Linked DNA regions of Gossypium hirsutum: all the other regions are linked to region 2. Evidence: chromatin contacts called from public Hi-C data. All regions are on one chromosome and are shown on one strand. Each heading gives the region's core, a stretch centred on a gene start, on an enhancer-like site or on the middle of the called end of the contact. The rest is flanking DNA. Distances are from core to core; before and after follow the strand shown.

What was found. Hi-C and Micro-C count contacts between places; a contact is called where the count stands out from the background.
Region 1: a contact with region 2 is called in a Hi-C map of leaf, with 2.6 times the contacts expected there. The contact joins the enhancer-like site here to the promoter of LOC107930106 in region 2. A contact is called at or near these places in 5 of 34 Hi-C or Micro-C datasets (hypocotyl, leaf and petal).
Region 3: a Hi-C map of leaf shows a contact between it and region 2, with 1.7 times the contacts expected there. The contact joins the promoter of LOC107930097 here to the promoter of LOC107930106 in region 2. A contact is called at or near these places in 2 of 34 Hi-C or Micro-C datasets (both in leaf).

What each region holds. Positions count from the first base shown.
Region 1 is chrA08:109,252,398-109,255,773 of Gossypium_hirsutum_v2.1, forward strand. No RefSeq gene overlaps it. Among protein-coding and RNA genes, the nearest start is that of LOC107930123, 18 kb to the right of the region's middle. Within about 2 kb of position 1,919, at least 3 of the 9 cell types and tissues checked have an H3K27ac peak or open chromatin away from gene starts, as enhancers often do. A contact at or near this core is called in hypocotyl and leaf, where this site is marked.
Region 2 is chrA08:108,936,980-108,940,167 of Gossypium_hirsutum_v2.1, forward strand. It overlaps LOC107930106, which reads right to left and starts at 1,710. Exons shown (of 6, transcript XM_016861674.2): 1 at 1,324-1,710; 2 at 838-1,247; 3 at 614-748. The coding sequence starts at 1,582.
Region 3 is chrA08:109,365,021-109,368,175 of Gossypium_hirsutum_v2.1, forward strand. LOC107930097 reads right to left here and starts at 1,317. Exons shown (of 5, transcript XM_016861659.2): 1 at 146-1,317. The coding sequence starts at 967. It overlaps LOC107930096 (rop guanine nucleotide exchange factor 14), which reads right to left. Exons shown (of 8, transcript XM_041074382.1): 5 at 3,132-3,155; 6 at 2,771-3,040; 7 at 2,141-2,485; 8 at 1,560-2,017. The coding sequence ends at 1,676.

The DNA.
Region 1 (3,376 bases), core at 669-3,168, 320 kb after region 2:
ATTTACAGCACATGTATTCTATAAAATTCAAAATTTTTCTTCAATTTTCACAACTTTACATTTTAGTTCCTAAATAATTTTTCATCAAAAATCACTTTGTAAAAGTTATTTATCTATCAACAACCTTTCTTATTCTACCATAAATTTCAAATTTTCAGCATATTCATCCATGACATAATTTCTATACTTTGATAAAATTTCAAATTGATCCCCCAAATAGATAGATTAAGCTATCCCAGTTTCAAAAATATACAAATTACTAAAAACGAGTCTTGAATACTTACCTAATTTGGCCAAGAAAGCTTGCTTTCTCTTTCCCAAGGTTTCTATGGAATATTTGGGGAAGAAGATGATATAAAATGATTTTCATTTCTATTTAATTATTTATCATCTTTTAGTTTTATCACTTTCCAATTTAGTCCTTAGCCTTTTTCTAATTTTCCATGGATAAATCATCCAAAAATATCTACTAACTTTTCATTAATGGTCTAATTCCATATAAGGACCTCAAATTTTGAATTCCATAGCTATTTGATTCTTATAGCTACTAGAATTCAACTTTTGCATTTGATGCGATTTGGTCCTTTTCACAATTAAGCACATAATCGATAAAAAAATTTTACGAAATTTTCACACAACATTATTATCATATTATAGACCATAAGATAATATTAAAATAAATTTTCTTTTCGGAATCAGATTTGTGGTCCCAAAACCACTGTTTCGATTTCTCTAAAAATGGGCTATTACGATTACTCTGCCCAAAAATAGAGAGTTTTCTTATCAAAGTATTAAATTTATTTTCTGGAATAACAATTTTGTTGTTTCTATTTGAGAAGAGAATTTTTGTTTTCACACTAAAAGTTAATAGAACTATTTTTGGTTTTGGGTTTGATTCAAATCATTCGAGGCCACACTCGAAGCTGTTCGTACTACAATAATAGTGAAGAAAGTTGTTTAGTTGAAAGCTTGGAACGATAAGGATCCATCTAGCTGAAAACATAGGTGCAAATTCAGTAATTGGTTTATTACTATAAATATCACAAATTGGCTTGGTTTTCAAAATTTTTCTCCATTTCTATTGTTAAAAATAGGAATGACTAACAGAATAACTAGACAACTACAAATGGCATGCCATGTGTACCTCATGTCGATGTACAGGGACTAGTTTTTAACGGTAAAAATGGATGAAATTTAGCTAGAAGGACCAATTTTGTATTTGTTCTAATGTATAGGGATTAATTTACTAATTTTATTAGAGAGGGCAAATGCAATCCAACTCTTAGTACAAGGGCCTCCACGGTGCTTTTACCAATAAAATCTAAAGTTTTGTTAAAATTCAAGGATCAGAAGCATATTTTGACCAACTTTTTAGCTTTTCGCTCACTACTGGAAAAGAAATCATGCCTATTATCTTCCTTGAGTTGATGATCATACATTTTCTCTTTTCTAATTATAATAACTAGTTTATTTGAACATTTTTACTTATAATATCTTCATAATATTTATTGTTTTGTTAATTTATTTCAAATAATATGCAATATTTTTATTTAATCTATGTAAATAAATATAATAATAACATATATAATCAATTACATATATTAAAAATTATACTTTTAGTCATTTTTCGTTTTCATTATAATTTACCTTACTGTAATTGTTATATTTAAATTTAACATATATATTACACTATTAATTTTAATTTCAGTACCACATTATCGAATCTTATTATTCTAATCTCAACGAAACTGACGTGGAAATAGACCTTAAAGCAATAAAGCAACCCTTTGTGATCCTGCTGCTCATCACCTTCCTTCTGTCTATACTTCCTTGAAAACAAATTTGTTATAAAAGCCAGCCCACTTCAGCCAATGGCTTCTGTTTCCCGGTTTGATACTATGATTTGGTTCCGGTAATAAGAGCAAGGTTCCTTGCCATTGCAATATAAATCAGCCATAGGCCCAATCCCCAACACTAGCTTCGGGCCACTTTTATCCAATGGAACGGGATAACCTCCAACTCCACCTTTAATATACTGTATTTTTGTTTAGATTTAATAGGATAATATGTCTCAGGCTTAGCTAAAAATTGTATCATCAATCTTAAACCAACGCCCCTCCTGTTGCAAAACCCAACTACAAGTATGAAATGTATTCACAATGATTCTTCTAATAGAAGGAAAGAGTCAAGTAAAAAATAAGGTAAAAGTTGATAGGTTTAGCTCCCAATCCGTTACATCAATTATAAAATTAATCTCTTCAGTCAGAGCTCTAAGTTATAGTTTTTTTTTTTTAATAAAAATTTCTTTGATGCACTTTTTATCACTTATCATTAATGAATTAATATTTTTTAAAAAATCATCATTAGATTCTTGAGTTATAAAGAAATCATTACTAGAATCGACTTTAATAGATGAAATGTGAGTCACGAGTTAGATATTGAGTTTGTTGAATTAGAAGACTATGATTATATCATGATTATTTTCTTTTTTTGAAATGAAGGCTTCAAATGATAATTCCGTTCAGCAAGTCAAATAGTATTCGCAAGTGTAAGATCATGAAGCTCGTGGAAATAACCCACTCCAAATTAGACCCCATTTTTAGAATTTAAGCCCAAACAACTAAGCATATTGTTGATATTATTTAATTGGCCTACACGTAAAAAAATAATCTGAAACATCAAAATCTACCTCTGAAATAAATTAGTAAAACAAAGATAAATCCAATATTACATGAGAAAATTTTATAAAAAAAATCCATTCAAAAACAACTTTCGTCGTGAATCAAAACGAGACTCAAAGTTGTCATGCGAGCCTCCGCCCATGTCGAGTCGAAGCTATCAAAAGCTTTCATCGCCATTTTGCCCAAGACCATATTGTCCTCGTCTCATGCTATACACCCAAGTCCGGTCGTACGCGTGCTAGCATTCCATGCAGCATTAACATTAATTTTCACATGGCTCGGGCCTAGGGCTCGCCACCATTCAACCTGCGGCTGCCTTGGCAGATGAATCAAATTATGGACACGAAACTTCTCATGTAGTGATTGCGCAAAGTTTATTGGAGGAGGAGAGGAGTGAGGGTTTGAAAATAGAAAGATGAGATGGGAGAAAAAAACGAGAGATTAGGAAAAATAAAAGTAAAGTTAGCTATATATACCATTTGAATAATGAATACTATACTTTTTTTTCCTTAATTAAAAAATCCTATACGGATGAATGTGTAAATTTTATCAAGGTAAATTAGATTTTTACTGACGAATTTGAAGTAATCTTCAATACATCACATTCTATGATAGTTTAATTGACCGTTAAGATGGTTTTAACTTATATTGATACCTAATAAATTGTGTTAGTATACTCTCTTTTCATTGATAAA
Region 2 (3,188 bases), core at 460-2,959:
GTCCAAGGCTCCAAGCAGAAGAATGACTATATAAAGGAGGGAAGGAAAATTGCATTTAAGAGATTCAAAAACCATTTTTTTCTGCAGTCATTACAACTGACTGGTGCGAATTTCTTTCTGTACTGTATTTCAAGATGGGAATAAATTCTGCAATTCTTACAGAACTTCAAAAAATTCATCTAGCTCATGCCATGATGAGAAAATCAATGTCATTATGAGAAAATACTGCATAAATCAATGAATCAAAGAAGAAAATAGACAAGCTATAAACGTTTTAATAGAGAGTAAAGTGCCTAATGTTTCTCCACAGGCCAAACAGAACTAGATTAACCTTTATGCTAGAATAGTAAAAAGGCAGGTTCAAAAAGAAACTAAGCATTCTTCAGTGTCTTGAATGTCATTACTACCAAATTTCAGACCATATATGGGGAAAAGAGATGAAACTATGAACAATTCTAAAAGAATAAAATAGACCCTTTATAAGTGAGAGGAGAGAACGTGTGCACGTATTGGCTTGGCATGAAATTGACAATTGTCATCCATACTACATGAATAAGAATCATATTGGAGCTAAAGTCATACTGATTTTATTTTACAGATAGACTAACGTTACCTGCATAGGAGGCAAGTTTTTCTTTTGAAATTTGGTTTTCTTGTATGCTATGACCATGGTACCCCATCGATAGGGTGCAGCCCATATCTGACCTTGTGGATCAATATCTCCATTGAGGTTCCTGCGTAGATAAACCTGAGACAATTTCGGGAGTTGGGTAATGTTTGGGTGTTTGTTTTGAATTGAATTAGAGCAAATATTAATAATGAAGCAGTTTAAGTTACCTTCCATTTGCGACTTAAATCCTTAAACCAATCCTGGTGTTCAGCAGCAGTAATGGGTTCAATAACGGCTTTTTTAATAGCTAAAGGGAGCCAAGAGTCACCTAGGGTGAGAATATCAGCAGCAGCTGGAGATGCAGGCCCAATATTTACTTTGGCTTTGGCTTGGGTAAAGGGCAGGCATAACTGAGTGAATATATCTTCAAGAGTTGGGCGGAATTTGGTTTGGAGCTTTAACCGCCTGGATTGAGAGGAGATGAAATCCTTGGACCAAGAGGGAGGTATGGAGCCCTGAAGAGCAACCATGGAAAGAGGAACCGTGAGAGCATAAGATTTAGATTTCCAAATCTCAAAAGCTGCGTCCGATTTCTCATCATCTTCTTCTTGTAGTGTTGCTGTTGAACTGCTGTCCACTGGTTCATTTAGTGAAGAAGATGACAGTGAGTGAACAGTTCGAAAATTAATTAATTAATTAAAAGAAAGAAAGACCTTTTTGGAAGTGACGGGGCAGTGGAGTAAAGGCGGAAGCGGAGGAGCAAATGCAAAGACCCAAACCCACAAACACAAATGTTGAGGCAGAAATACTAAGAAGCAATGAGTTTTTGTTGGAACTTGGGGCGTTGTCATGGAGATTAAGGCGAAGAGGTAAGTTGACGGAGGAGGTTTTGTATCTGTTTGAGTTGGAATAGGGGAGTTGGGTGTGGAAGCAGATACAAGAAGAAGAGCTAAGGGATGCTGCTAATGCCATTTCAGTGAACCCTATTTTCTTCTTCCCCTAAACTCGGTGTTCCGTATCTTATGCTCCGTGCTAGTTATTTATTTTAGGATACTATGCTATCGAATCACAGTTAAAAAAAAAAAATCATTTTCAGTTACAATTTTTGAAAGGTAAAAGCTCCCTCTCAATTTTAATATTAAGCTATTTGATTCCTCACGCAACAATTTAATTCTATATTTTTTTAGTAAAAAAAAAAAGAAACTCGAAGGAGTCATGGAAACTAACATTAGCAACCTAGAAGGAAGCATCTCTCCATGGTCTTGTGCCAAATGAATGTGAATAATCTTCATGGAATAAGCATATTTTGGTATTTGAATATGTATACTAAAGAGTAAATCATAAAAATTGTCACTTTTGTTTGCTTCAGATTATATTTTAGTTATTTATATTTAAAATGTTACGTTTTGGTCACTTACGTTATCGATTTGTTACGAAGTGGTCATTCTACCGTTAATCTCCGTTACCTCCTTAACGGCAGTCCTACGTGGTAGTCCAAATGAGTTTTAAATGCTAACTTGTATATCTTATGTGGCAATCCAAATTAAATTTATTTAATTAAAAATTTATTTTCATTCCACCAACTGAACATCCGAGTTGGCATTTAAAACCTATTTGAATTGCCATATAGGACTTTCGTTAGGGAGGTAATGGAGATTAACAGTAGAGTGACAACTTCTTAACAAAACAACAACGTAAGTGACTAAAATGTAATCTAAGGCAAACACAAGTGATTATTTTTGTAATTTACCCTAAATTTAATGATGAAAATGTAAATAAAAGTAAGATAGTAATGTAAGAGAGAAAAGAACGTACATACGAAATTAAAATGAAATGTTTACAAATACATGCATTGAAAGGAAATTAAAAAAGTTAGTATATGTGAAGCTAAATGTCAAGAAATTAAAATGAATAAATGAACTGATACATTATATGATTATGTTGTGACGAGGGCTTATGGGTTTAGTTTGGGATAGAGTTGGTGAAATAGGGGTTATGATGGGTGAAAGAGATATTGGAATTTTGTTTACGATATGTTCATGTTTATGTTTTTCGGAACATGGTGCACAAGTTGGTTAATAGAGTTCTGTTATTAGAGTTCCGTTAAAGGCCGAGAGTTCTATTTTGGCCTAAGATTGTGGAAGTTATGTTATCGATATTCTAATTATAATCATGATCAGTAAAATATATAAGTAACATGTGATACATAAATGAAAAGTTATATGATATGATAAGCCTTAAAGTAAGTGAAAATGTAAGAAATTGTATAATTATATGAAAGAAAAGAATAATGAATTTAGTTTAATAATCTGTAAATGATAAAAATAATATATGACATGAAAATGACAATGTAAAAAATTATATGACCAACTAACAGAAATAAATAATGAAATTAGCTAAATACTTTGTAAGTTTAATAGTAGGTTTCATGAAATAAGTAAGATTATGTTGTTTCATAGTAGTTTATTAAATTGTTTTTTTAACAACCCCTGCTTGTCCTTGTCACCGAGACTAAGCTATGGAATGCTACAATACAAACTAGAATAGTTACAGATATTTAATAGACAACTTATGTAAA
Region 3 (3,155 bases), core at 67-2,566, 430 kb after region 2:
CAGTCCTAAACCTAAATATTTGTTCTGATTCTAATTGTTAATGAAAAAAGTAGAGTTACTATCAACGTTGTTCAGTAACCACCAGTCATTAAATTAAATTAATAAGCGTGGAGAATAAGGCGATGGGTGCAACAAGATTATAAACCTGAGATCGTATTCTTCTCCGCCTTTCAAGGAAATTGGATCTATGGTGAAGCAAATCATGATACCGGGCTTCTCTGGATCGAGAAGTTTCAATTTCATCGTGGGAAATAACGGAGGAATCATGAGTGGAAGCAGTGGTGGATGGAGAGGTAGCTAATTGCTGCTGAGTAATTTGTATGTCCTGCTGCAAAGGGCAGAATGTGGGAGCTCTACCAAGAACACGATCACGAAGCCTTCCAACACTTAAGGCTCTGCTAAAACGAGCGTTGCTTTCGAGAGTCTCTCCACTTCCATCTGAATCATTGAAGATAATCGGAGAACAAGAATTGCGGGGAGGTTGTTGAGGTTCAAGTGTCTCAGAATCGTCATCAGGGTTCAACATCTCCGCGGAGGACCGCATACTATTAGCTCTGCTGAACCGGAAGCTCAAATTACCAGGAAGGAAGCTAATGCCGGAGAGGCAGCGAGAAGGAGAGCGACGAGCAGCTGTCACAGCTGCACCAGAGGTGCTACCACCGGAAGATATGCATGGGGTTGGCAATGGCAATTGCATTTCATCATTAGATGCCGCTTCGCCTTCAACCTTTCTGTTACTTTCTCTTTTCACCAGATCCGATTCCGACGCAGGTTGTTTCCGGTGATCAAAGTGGGGTTTAGGAGAAGCAGATCTAGATAACGCTCCCAGACAAGAGGACCGGAAAACTCTATTCTTACCCTTGGATCTTCCCCTCCGCCAACCGCTGTTAGACGAGGAAGCAGCAGGTGCAGTGTCTCTTCCGCCTACTCCTACTCTACAACAACCCTTGCTCCCACCAGATCCCATCTGAGTGGTTTCACTTAAGTTTCACCCTGAACCCAACAAGAAAAAAAGGGAAAACCAGCGCCGATGACGTAATTGGCATTTGGAAGTTGTGCTTGGAAGGCACTCCAACCTTATTATTTAGGGGGCGGAGTGATTAAAAGTGATGTATTACTAACTCATGTCTTCAGATCTCAACGATGGTTACGTCTTGAAAACAGTGTTTCTTTGAGGTGAAAATGCCTTTTTTGATTAATGCCGCCTCCTCTGCCTCTTCTTGGGGCTTATTTTCGTTTTTATTCCCTTTTTCTTTTTATTATTAATTTTAAATCCCATCTCTGCTCTGCTTTGCACAGGCGCATGTGGATTGCGGATCCACAAGCAACAGCCTCAGACCACGGATGACTTTAGTGTACCAACAATACAACTGCTCCACACCAGGTCCGGTTCACTTACTCTTTCTAGGACCAATACTGGTGAAATTCCAATCATTACCATATTAAAAATATAAAACGGGCCCAATCCATCCAATATTGAATTAATTGGGCCTAAACAGACCCAATAAGTTGATATAAACAGTAGACACATTTGGAATCCATATGTAAGTTACCGGTGATACTATCAAGTATATGATTCTTTTATGGATATTATTAATTAATTAAGCTTAATAATGATATACAAAAGCAGTGTTGAAAATCAAACTTCCATCATCTTGTTTATTTTTTTTTATTATCAAGGAGACACTCCTATACTACTACATGCCTCTTTCCCAATACACCAAACTCGACGGCTCCTACTTGTACTTGGTGTTGCATTTATACTTGCATCACTGTACAACTCCACGTCCGTATCGGATTCGCAGTACTTCCCCTCTACTTTGTTCATAACATCACTGAGTGAGTGAGAGTGCCTTGGATTTCCCACATTTATTCCAGGAAAGCACCATGTTGCCACCCCTGAATTTGGGTTACACAAACTATCTTCTTGTAGAATTTCTCCCATCCTGCACATTATGCTGAAAGCCAAGTTCTTTAGGACTCGTGAATATGCTTCCAGAATGGAATGTCCAACATCCTGTGCACCAATTCAAAGTGTAATTCATCGCCATTATTAATATACTACAATATAATATTGATTCAATAGTGAAAGATACAATGCAGAATAAAATAAGCTTCACTTTAAACACCAACTACTTACCTTGCCATATTGAATTTTTGAAGCATCAAGAAATGTTTGAGGAAGGTTTGGGTATGCACTCTTTATCTGACGTAAAAGTGCTTCAGCACGGTCCACTAGGAGCTCCATCTTATCCATTTCAGATATAGGATTAATAAAAGACCATGATTTTCGCACTGGCGATTTACCACTAGCTTGTTCTGTAAGTCTCCCTTTCCATGCAAATACAGCAGCTTCCAACCTATTAATGACCTCGAGAGCATTGTTTTCAGACTTTAAATTTAGCGAAATGAACATTTCATCAACCGAGCTGGACTCCAGAGTCAAAACCTTGTACAGGTCGTCACCAAGGCTTGCCTTCCCAGACTGTAAACATAAGGAAAGAGATTGAGTTGCCATAAATGCAATACAAACATCTTGTAAAACTTTAACCCGGAATTTACTCTCATCATTCAAATTTATCAGATACTATAAGATTTTAAAGTAGATTAACGTCAGCTGGTTCCAACTAAAATATCCAGATTCCATTTCTATATTTCCTTTTTAAACATGTAGAGTAACATTTTAGTACTAAAATACATATCATCATAAAAACTATTAAAGGGTCCAATATTTAAAGTCCAATGCCCTGGAGGCAGTGAGCTTGCTCACCTTGGGAAGAGCATCCCTAATAATGGATGGAAGAGGTATTTCAAGCAAAACATTTTCATTAATCGATGCTGCAGCCTTGAATACTTGATATACCACCTTGCCTTTACATTGCAACTTCTGCCTTTCGGTATCTGAGAGCCCAGTTTTTGGTACTTGTGGCAATGGAAGCCACCACCTCTTGCTCTCCCTAGCACTCTTGTTTCTTCCTTCTGCCCGGCTTCCAACTTCTGCATAATAAAACTGAGCATTCACCATTGACTCCAGAGTTTCCTGACAATTTTACAAAATTTAATATGGTAAATGTGGGCGATGTGTTCATTAGAGTATACAAGTTATTAGGAAGAGTAAAGAGATTGCCTACAATAAGCATAGAGTCCAACTTCTG